Regions from separate parts of the Capsicum annuum genome. Here region 1 is linked to region 2. Evidence: chromatin contacts called from public Hi-C data. All regions are on one chromosome and are shown on one strand. The core of a region is the stretch at or near the end of the contact, and the rest is flanking DNA. Distances in the headings are between cores, read along the strand shown.

Region 1 (5,231 bases), core at 31-2,530, 40 kb before region 2:
CCAAACAGGGATGGACCCGACTCTAATATCATATATAGATATGATATTTAGACCTAACTTAATCCCAAAAGTTAGTGCAGAAAGGAGGATTGCCCAAGTCTATATAAATCCACTCTAACACCCCTTCATAAGGCACAACTGGAGCATAGACTGGGAGCCTAAACAGGAAATACCAAATAAAGATACGACACTTAAGTATAACTCAATTCTAAAAGTTAGCTCGTGAGGGATAATTGTCTTAAGTCCACATAAGCCACTCTAACACCCTTCTTGACTCTAAAAGTTAGCTCACGAGGGATAATTGTCTAAGTTCATATAAGCCCACTCTAACACCCTTCACGTCTAGAACCAACTAAAGCATGGACCACGAGCCCGAGAGTCCAAACAAGGATAATGGACCTAACCTCAATACCATATAAGGATATGAGAAACTTAAGTCTAACTCAATCCCCAAAACTAGCACATGATATGATGATTATCCAAGTTCTTATCAACTCCACTCTAACAATATACATACACCCAAACTCATAAACACATACATATAACTTCTTGTATCTATAGGCTATCAAGAAAACACTTCCCCCATTTTAATTTATTTGGCCTATTTTGACTTTGACATGCTAGAATTTTTAGAAAGTAAAAAGAAACTTTTTATTCATGTGGTCTTGAATTAAAAATACCTCAAATGTACCAAATGCACTTTAGTAAGATGGCCTTAAAACATGTCACGTGGCAATTACTACCTCCGTTTCAAAAAAGAATAAAGTATTTTCCTTTTTAATTCATTTAAAAAAGAATGACCGTTATTTTTTTTTATAATACTTTAATTTTAATTTTTCACATCACATGTTTAACACCATAAGATTAAAGATTATTTTGATATATTTGACAAAAATTTTGTTTACGGCTACAAGATTCAATAGTAAGTCTGTGCCAAGTTAAAATAGATGATTCTTTTTTAAACGAGAGTACTAAAAACGAACTAAAATTACGTGAAGCAAATTGAAAGTGAGGGAGTGAAAAAAAAGTGACACCTTGAAGTTGATGGTATGGGGTACATGAGATAAGGCATCACCATCAGCTTCAGAGAAGCAGTTGATAAAAGGGAAAGTAGAATCAATAGCCACTAAATTATGAGCATGAGCATCCACTATTTCCACTCCCTCTACTGCTTTTTTCAACTCTTCAAATCTCTCCATTTCCTTCTTCTTCCCAACAAAATGAGTAAGTCAAAGTTTTGGACTTTAATACAATACTTTTGGCAAATGTTTGCTAAGTGGCTTTGTCCATATATATAATAACTACTATACACGCACCTACTGCAACTATCCGATTTAGAATAATTATCATGCTTGAGTTTTTAACAATTAATTTTTAAAATTAAATTAATATAATATTTAAAATTAATATTTAAAAATTATAAGAAAAGTAATTAAGTTACACTTTTTTATACTAATATAATGATAAAAACGGACTTTGTTCTTTTATTCGAAAAAATAATTTATTTTATTTTTAAAATATTAATCAAAATTTATATTGTTTAACTCTTTAAAAAAAGAAAACCATGACACATAGAAAGGAACTAAGGGCTCGTTTAGTTATAGCAAAATTATCTCAAAATTAATTATTTAAGGACTTGTTTTTACAATTATTATCTCATGTTTAATATTAGATAAAAATAACACTATAATTCTAAATAATTAATTTCAAAATAAGTTATTTTGTGATTTTATTTTAAATAAATATGAATAAATTTATCTTTAAATTAATTTTAAAATAGAATATCTCTTATTCAGCATATCAAACCAGTGTGAATAACTTTCTCTTTTTGTCTGGATGTGCTGTGAATGTCGCGCCAATTACTAATTTTACTCATAAAGAGTGACTATTAACCACGTGGAATTCACTATCTCCAAAAACTAAGATATGCGTAATCATTTTACTTATCATTAGAAAATTAAATCCCCTTCTAATTATTTATTTTAACTACCAAGGAAGATATATTATTTTTTTCGCGTAGCTCGGTAGACTCTTATCTTGTTCTGATTTATAAAGTAAATACTTCTACTTATATATTTGTTATCTAGACCATTAAATTCATCTAAAACCATTTTTTGAAATCCCTTTTCGATCTATTAATCTGAACTTGTTGCACAATCACAAACACTTCATTAAAATTTTTAAAATTAATTGCCACATATGAAATTACGTGTACAGGATATAAATACTTAAGGGACACCCATTTTTTAGGTCATTTCAGACCCTTGTACAACTTTGTCCCTTTGTTTCTATTTTAATTTTCACAAAATTAACTGATTTTGCTCGATTGTTGTTTATGGTTATTGAAATCAGTGTAAGTGTTTAAACTTTTGTGCTAGTATAGAATTTTGGAGTTTGTTTCAAGCTTTTGTTCGAGTTAATGAAGTTCATTTTAGAGGTTTTAGGGGTTTTTACGATTCACAAATTTTTTCTTCTACTTTTTGGGGGATTTTGCTCTGTATTTTGTCTAATAGCATTGTAGGTAGTATATGTAGTAGCGATATGCCTTTAATGGCATATTTTGAGATTTTAATTAGAATTTAGGATTTTTTTCGTAAAATTATAATTGTGACTGATCTTTTGGGGGCTTTTATATTTTTTCGTGTTTAATGATCCTATTAGACCTATATATAACAACTTTATGCCTTCAATGACATGTTTTGTTATTTTGATTAGATTTTAAGATTTTTTTTGATAAAATCAATATTGAAATCGAAAATTTTGAGGCTTTTGCATTTTTTTGGTGTCTAATGCTTTTATTAGACATATATGTAGCATTTTTGTGCCTTCAATGGCATACTTTGTGATTTCGATAGGATTCTAAAGTTTTTTAGGTAAAATTAGAATTGAATTTTTTTTTCATTTATTTCTTCTTTAAAAATTAGGGTTTTCTACATAATTGACTAATTGTATATGTTATCTTGTCATTGTACAGGTTTTGTAACTAAATGGATACAATAGTAACACTTCAATTTACCTATAAGGGTGTTTTCTGTCAGACCTTGTTTTAAGATATGCAAATGGAATTTGTGATCTGAAAAAAATTGTTTCATAAGTTATCACTGGAATGTGGTGTGGAAAAAGTTGAAACCTTAAGGTGTAGAGTTAACAAAAAGAGTTACATGTTAAATAGTGATGCTGATATTTTAAGATTTACCAACAGTTTAAAAGCTCGGGATTTTGTTGATGTATATATTGTTACCAAATTAGTGAACCTTTAGTTGTTTTTGATGAAAATAAGATTGAAATTGTAAAAAAATTAGCCTCGAAAAATAAAAAAATCTAGTGTGTCTAGAGCTGATGTGACAGTCATTCCACCATTATTACTACTTTATAATGGTGATGTGCCAGTCCCTTTTGAAATTGATAAGACTGATGTGTTTTTACGTCAACCATTGAATGTTAATGAAGATGAGTATATAAATGAAAATCAGCCTCATAGGACAGACAAAGGAAAAGCTAAGGTATCTTTAGAAGAATTACAGGAAGGTCAAGTTAATGACTTGTCCACATACCATCTTCAAACATCTGATTCTGAAGTAGATTTAGATATCAGTGATTTTGATGGTGATTCACTTTATGATGTTGATGAAAACACTAAAAATTTGAGTGATTTTGATGAAGAGTTGCTTCAATCTAGGCAGTCTAACAATGAAAAACAAGTAAAACAAAAGGCTGATAGAGTGAATCTAGATGAGATACCATCTGAACCAGTAGGTATAGATGTTGATTTTGAGGAAATTTTTAAGAACAATGGGGGCTAGATATTAAGGATATGCATCCATCGGTTCGATTTAATTTATCAATTTTTTATTTTTAAGTATGCTAAACCAATAACCACAGTTCGATTTATCGATTTTTGGTTTCTAAATATGCTAAATCAATAGCCAAATCAATAAGATATTTTTTATCGATTTTCATTTTATTGATTTTTAGTCATTAACGATTTGATTTTCGGTCTAACCGATAAGAAAATACTCATAAAATTGAAAAAACAGTAACTAACATGAAAGAAAATCGAATATTAATTGCAATCAAAATCCTACACGATGTGTTTTAATTTAAAAAAATCTTCAAACTTGAACTAAATGTTAGTTAGGAGGAATTAAGAGTTTGTATAATTGAAATAATATGTTTTTAATTTGTAAAAGTAAAAGAAAAATTAAGAGAAATATATATCTATATCTATATCTATATCTCTCTCTCTCTATGTGTGTGTGTGTGTGTGTGTGTAAAATATAAATTTAGTATATTCTTATTGGATTATCGGTTTACTCAATAAACCAATAAGAAAAATCAAAACTAAACCAATAACCCAATAATTTTTTTTATAAAACCATTAAAAATTTACTAACCCAATAACAATAAATCAATAACATTTTTATCGATTTGATTTATTGATCGGTTTAATTTTTGCACACTCCTACTAGATATGAAGATAATCGGGTGGGGATAACCCTTATTTTGATAGTTCAGATTTGGGCAGTGACATTAGTGAAGAGAAAGGAGATCCTGTTGATGATGATGAAGTGGTAAATCCACCACCTAGAACTTCATATACTAAGATCTACTTTGATAAAACTACAAAAAAGATATTTTTTTCAGTTGTACATAATTTTTTGGAATTGTGTTGAGTTTAGAGAGGCACTACAGGCTTACTCTATTCAAAAAGGCGTGAACCTTAAGTTGAAACCTAATGAGAAGAAAAAAATAAAAACAAAGTGTAAGCATAATAGTTGTCCTTGGATTATTCTTGAAAGTCTTGATAACACAAAAAAATTTAGTGTGAAGGCTTACTTTTCTGTCCACAAGTGTTCGAAAAGGACAAGAGATAAATTGTGTAACCCTTGGTAGATTAGTAAGCATTACAAGGACAGGATTATTAGTGATCCTTCAATAAAATTGCATCAAACTCAAGCTCTTTTAAGAAAGGACTATGGGTTGTATGCTAGTAAAACAACCCGTAGAAAGGCAAAAATCAGAGTTATGAATGAACATTTTGGTGATTTTATGGAAGAGTTTGCTAGATTGTATGATTATGCTGAACGGTTGAGGGCCACCAATCCTAGTATCACTGTATCTATTAGGACATGCAAGAATTAAATTCCAGAAAAAGAGGTGCTTATGGGCATTTATATTTGTCTTAGGGCCTTAAAAAGTGAATTGAAAGAGGACTGTAGAAGAATAATTGA
Region 2 (4,946 bases), core at 1,197-3,696:
GATAGTTTTCGAATAACAGGTAATAGTAATTACAAGTGCTGCATGGATGTCTTGGTTGAGCTCTACGATCAAAAAGGCAGTCAATCATGGAGTTAAAGGAGCAAATGCTTGCTAAAATTTCCTAATAGCTGCAGTATTGCATGCAACCAATCGAGAAACATCAGATTCCCAAGACAATGCTCAAGGAAATGGAATATTACCTGTTCAATTGTGATATTCAAGTACTTCAGAGAAGCAACAATCTCATCAAGTACTGAGGATGCAGCATCAAATGCTGCTGTAGAGCAGTAAGGGGTCCTGTCAAATATTCGTTTTTCTTCTTTGCCATCGCTGTGTAATTTTAGTTATACATTGTTAGAACAACAAATTACAGAAGAGAAACTCCTAACAAAAAACATTGTGGGAAATTTTATTGACATACATTAATACAGTCTTCAGAATATAAAATTCGACTTCAACGCCTACAGTCATGACCTGGACATGTAGAGATATGTTAGATCAATGAGTTTTCAACTCATGAGCAAAAGATATTAAAACATACCAAGCCATATTCATCTTCTAGAATTTTAGAGAACCTGCGAAGTACATCTCTTGGACAATATTGCCATGGTTTACCAGGTTCAGTTAACATGTCAGCCAAAACCATTTCCTGGTGCTTTGCCCTGGATCAAAAAGTGCACACAAACATGATTAAATGTTGCTGCCCTTGAAACAACAAAACAAGACCAAGTCGCAGAGAAACTCTGTAACTCAATTGAATGGTTCCACACCAAGTTCCATATGTTTATCAAATATAAGATAGATCAAAGAACAAGATCGATATCAACATGTTTATTTTAGACAAATCAACTACAAAATACTTTTGTTTGATGTTCTGTCTTTATCCTACACATTCTCAAAGTATATCATAATACTCGTTTTTTATGAAGTAATAAAGTCGTACTAAAGGAAGGGAAAGACATGCCCGTATAACAGAAGTATGCCAAAAAGTAGAAAACCATACAAACGTATATCACACGACTCATTAAAGAACTTTATCAGTTTTTCTTACTTTAAAAGACAGATCATCCTCCATTGAGTTAGATGGAATCTACAGCACATAAATTGGAAGGGATAAAATGGGGAGGCAGCGCAGCAAGTGATAATTGAAACCTTGATCGATTGAAAACATGTATAGTCTGACAGAACAGATTTAAAGTTTCAAGAGCTAGAAATTTAGAACTCAGCAAATTTGAAAAAAAGGGAAGATATTGTTGGGGTGAACGACACTCAAATTTTCTCTAGATTATTCTGTTTTTCTAACCTTTTATTTTATCCACGTGATTTCAGTACTATATTTGGATATATTATGAAGGAGAGCCTTGGAGCAGCAGTAAAGTTCTCTCTAAGTATTATATAGGTCACAGGTTCGAAAGGGGAAATAGCCACTGGAGCTTGCATTGGGGTAGGATGCCTATGTCACACCCCCTAGGGTGCGCCCTTGCCCAGCAACTGCGTGAAGCAGGATGGTTCGTGCACCAGGCTGCGGCCCATTCAGAAATGTCATCTCAAATCCTAATCAACTTCGTTGTATTTATATTAACTTCTGTTGTAGCTGATCCATGCCAATTATCCTCTATCTCATTAGTGGCAAGTGAACGCATAGGAGTTCTGACCTTTAGCTCCAGTTAGCTAGACATCAAACAAAATTTTTGAAGTTCAATATTGTTTAAAATTTCCATTGCTGAACATGGGATGAATTAAAGAGGGGTCTTTCCTTATCTTCTCATATATGACTTGCCATAGAAAATATAAGGAGAATCTACTGCACATGTAAGCTTAAAACAGTGGAATATATCGAGCATTAATGCATAGGTTTCCAAGTAGTACCATGGGACTCTGCATTTGGTTGATAAATCCGGAACAGTTCTGACCTTACCAGTAGGGGAAATCCAAGTATCCTGTGCGATATCGTCACTTAGTGAAGTCATTCCCATACATTCAATAGTTAACCCTAAACCATGTTTTTTCACAGAACTATAGAACCTCTCTTGTGGAATAACCTGTAAGTGATGACAAGAAATGAACAAAATCAGTCCACTTTGACAGATCAGGGAAACACACATCATGTAGAAAAATAAAGCAACGAATGACTGCTATGATGAGAATAAAACATCATATAATTGCCAATATTTGGTATCCGGAATATCCAATACCATTACTTGTGTTAACTTTCAAATTATGATAACCTCCAAATTCAAAAGCACCAACAGCGCCTTAAAACATAGCCGAGAAGAAACGTTCAAATAATGTAATAGTAACTCTACAAATCGCCACAGGAAACAAGAACACATTCACGCAAATATTGAAATAGTCTATTAGGTTCTTTGTAAAGAAATGGATCATTGGGCCAAACTCAAACCAAAAGCTAGCTCATGAGGGAAGGATGGGACACTTTAACATTCCCCCGCGCATCCAGATCTTGTTAACTGAGGCATGAATAATATAATATGGGGGCCCAACACCAGTGAACAAAGAATTGGGATGAGACGGGCTGTGATACCATGTAAAGAAATGGATCTTGGGAGTAACTCAACCCAAAAGCTAGCTCATGAGGGCAGGATTGTCCAAGTCAATAAGAGGAGACCAATTGCCCGTCCCTTTTCCGATGTGGGACTCTTAACACTCCCCATGCCAAGTCTTATTTCATGAACTTATCAATTCCAAATAAAAATTTATAAAGAAAAACAAACACCAAACCTTTCGAACTACGTGATTATAGTACGACATCCTATATTTGTGAAGAGTGGAAAAAATATCGGAAAGCTTCTTGAATCTTAATATAAGATATCTGAGTGTTGATGTTTCACAGAATCAATATTTCAGGTTTCACCAAAAAATGGATATCTTTACTTTAACAGGCGACAATTTCCTAGTTGAAGTAAGATGAAATAGCAAAGTTGTGACGTAATTTGTGTTTTGAAATCTCTTAGTGACAACCTTTCACCTGTTTCTTTATGCTCACACTGAAAATTATTTAAGCAGTATGCCCGAGAGCTTCTCTATTCCTTGAAGGAGTCGTAATTAGCATGTGTAACAGTAGTAGGAGACACAGAATGCGTCCGTACTTGTACTCTGCTCTAGTAAAGAATGTGCTAAGCAACACAGTTGGGCCCTGGGAGTGAGGGGTGGTAGTGGTGGTGGTGTTAGAGTGGGTAAAAAGTCCCACATTGATTGGGGCATGGACTGGTAGTTTGCTTATATGGACTTGGGTAATCCTCACCTCATGAGCTAGCCTTTGAGGTTGAGTTAGGTCCGAGGTCCATTCTTGACATGAATAAGAAGAAGTAAGATTGAATATATGTGTTACCAGTTTAGTCAATATAAGAAGAGTGAAGTTGAAGTGATATTAAATAGGATTGTGATCTCTAAATGCAAACAATTCAGATAGTTAGGCTCGTTGTTCCAGGAGAACAGAATGAATTGTTGAAATAAAGAAGACTACCAGGTTGTTCTGTGATAGGAGGATGCCTACCAAAATGAAAGGTAAAGTTATATAGAACTGCTATAAGACTATCAATGTCATACGGAAGGCAATTTTAAGCTGCGAAAGTCCAACATAGCCACAAGATGAGTGCTGCGGATATACGCTGAGATGTATGTGCGACCTAACTACATTTTCCAATCAATATGGGTTACAACTTAAAATATATGGTTACTAAGACCAAGGTGTGCGAAATCTTTTGTCAGAACCTCAGGTCCATGTGTAGGTATTTTGAGATGATGCAAGGATATGGTATCCCCAGTTACACCATGTTTAGTTTAAGCTAATTGCCAAAAAAAGGTTTCTTTTTGGTTGACACACATAATTAAAATACTTCAAACCATTTGTGTTTCAGCAAACTGAACAAACTGTCACGGGCATTTGAATATCATAAAATAATTCGTAATCTTAAAACAGATGATACAACTTACACGACATCTATGCATTCCAGAGAAATCTATTCACATAACGCGAACAAGTGTAACATCCGTCAAGGGGCTGTTCTGTTCCTTCTTGAAGGAAGTTGATAAATGGAGAGGTTCTACATCAGAGTATCTTGAAGAAACATTAAGCTTGTAGAATTGCTTTGCAGTTTCTGCAAAAATATGTTTAACCACTGCAAGAGCTTCTGGAATTGAAAGATCACCATCAATACATGCATCGCGTAGAACTGAGAATACCACTTCACGCGCTATCTTTGCACCTGAATGGAAAATCATTCCAGATTACACCAATTAAATTTAGAAAGAAGATACAAGCTGAGTAACTCAAGGTGCATATTGTTGTATTGGCAAATTGAAATTTGCCAGCCATAAAATAATTCAACCAGGTAGCAAGGAAATGGACACGTACACAACACATTTTTGTTGAGATATAATTAAGTAAAAAAAAGTGTGCCTCTCGCTAAGAACTTAAGCTTTTAGATGACATGATCTCACAATTTAATATGGTATCAGAGAGCTTAGCCTGGGTACAAATCTCACTGCTACCCGTTATCAAAATGGACTTCCACATTATTGGCCCATGAAAAAAGAACCAGGCCTGCACGTGAGGGGGCGCGATGAAGATAGAATTAAATAAAGTGTGCCCTCTCTCCTAACTTAAGCTTTATATGGAATGTATTTGTGGCATATTCTGAAAAATGACGGTGTCATAGACATGTTTTTGCACATTTTTAAACATTATCTGTCATCAGAAGTCTGTACACATCATTTTACCTTAGGATTAGATTTTTGGAATACCTTTCTTCCTTCTATAGTGCTCTTACTCAGATAAAAAGATCCTACACTGTAGTCAGACCTTACAATTTTAAAAAAGGTAATCGATATATCCTAGCGAGTATAACACATTCAGGATATTGGGTAATCTAATATCAGACAAAGGTATGGACACATTCAAATGGTTCTACTGTCCAAACGCCATC

The links. Hi-C and Micro-C count contacts between places; a contact is called where the count stands out from the background.
Region 1: a contact with region 2 is called in a Hi-C map of leaf, with 3 times the contacts expected there. The contact joins the promoter of LOC107843598 here to the enhancer-like site in region 2. A contact is called at or near these places in 4 of 5 Hi-C or Micro-C datasets (bud, leaf and placenta).

The regions. Positions count from the first base shown.
Region 1 is chr10:206,044,440-206,049,670 of UCD10Xv1.1, reverse strand. LOC107843598 (protein fluG) reads right to left here and starts at 1,280. Exons shown (of 18, transcript XM_016687924.2): 1 at 1,035-1,280. The coding sequence starts at 1,199.
Region 2 is chr10:206,006,296-206,011,241 of UCD10Xv1.1, reverse strand. It overlaps the pseudogene LOC107843597. Among protein-coding and RNA genes, the nearest start is that of LOC124887636, 14 kb to the right of the region's middle. Within about 2 kb of position 2,446, at least 1 of the 5 cell types and tissues checked has an H3K27ac peak or open chromatin away from gene starts, as enhancers often do. A contact at or near this core is called in leaf, where this site is marked.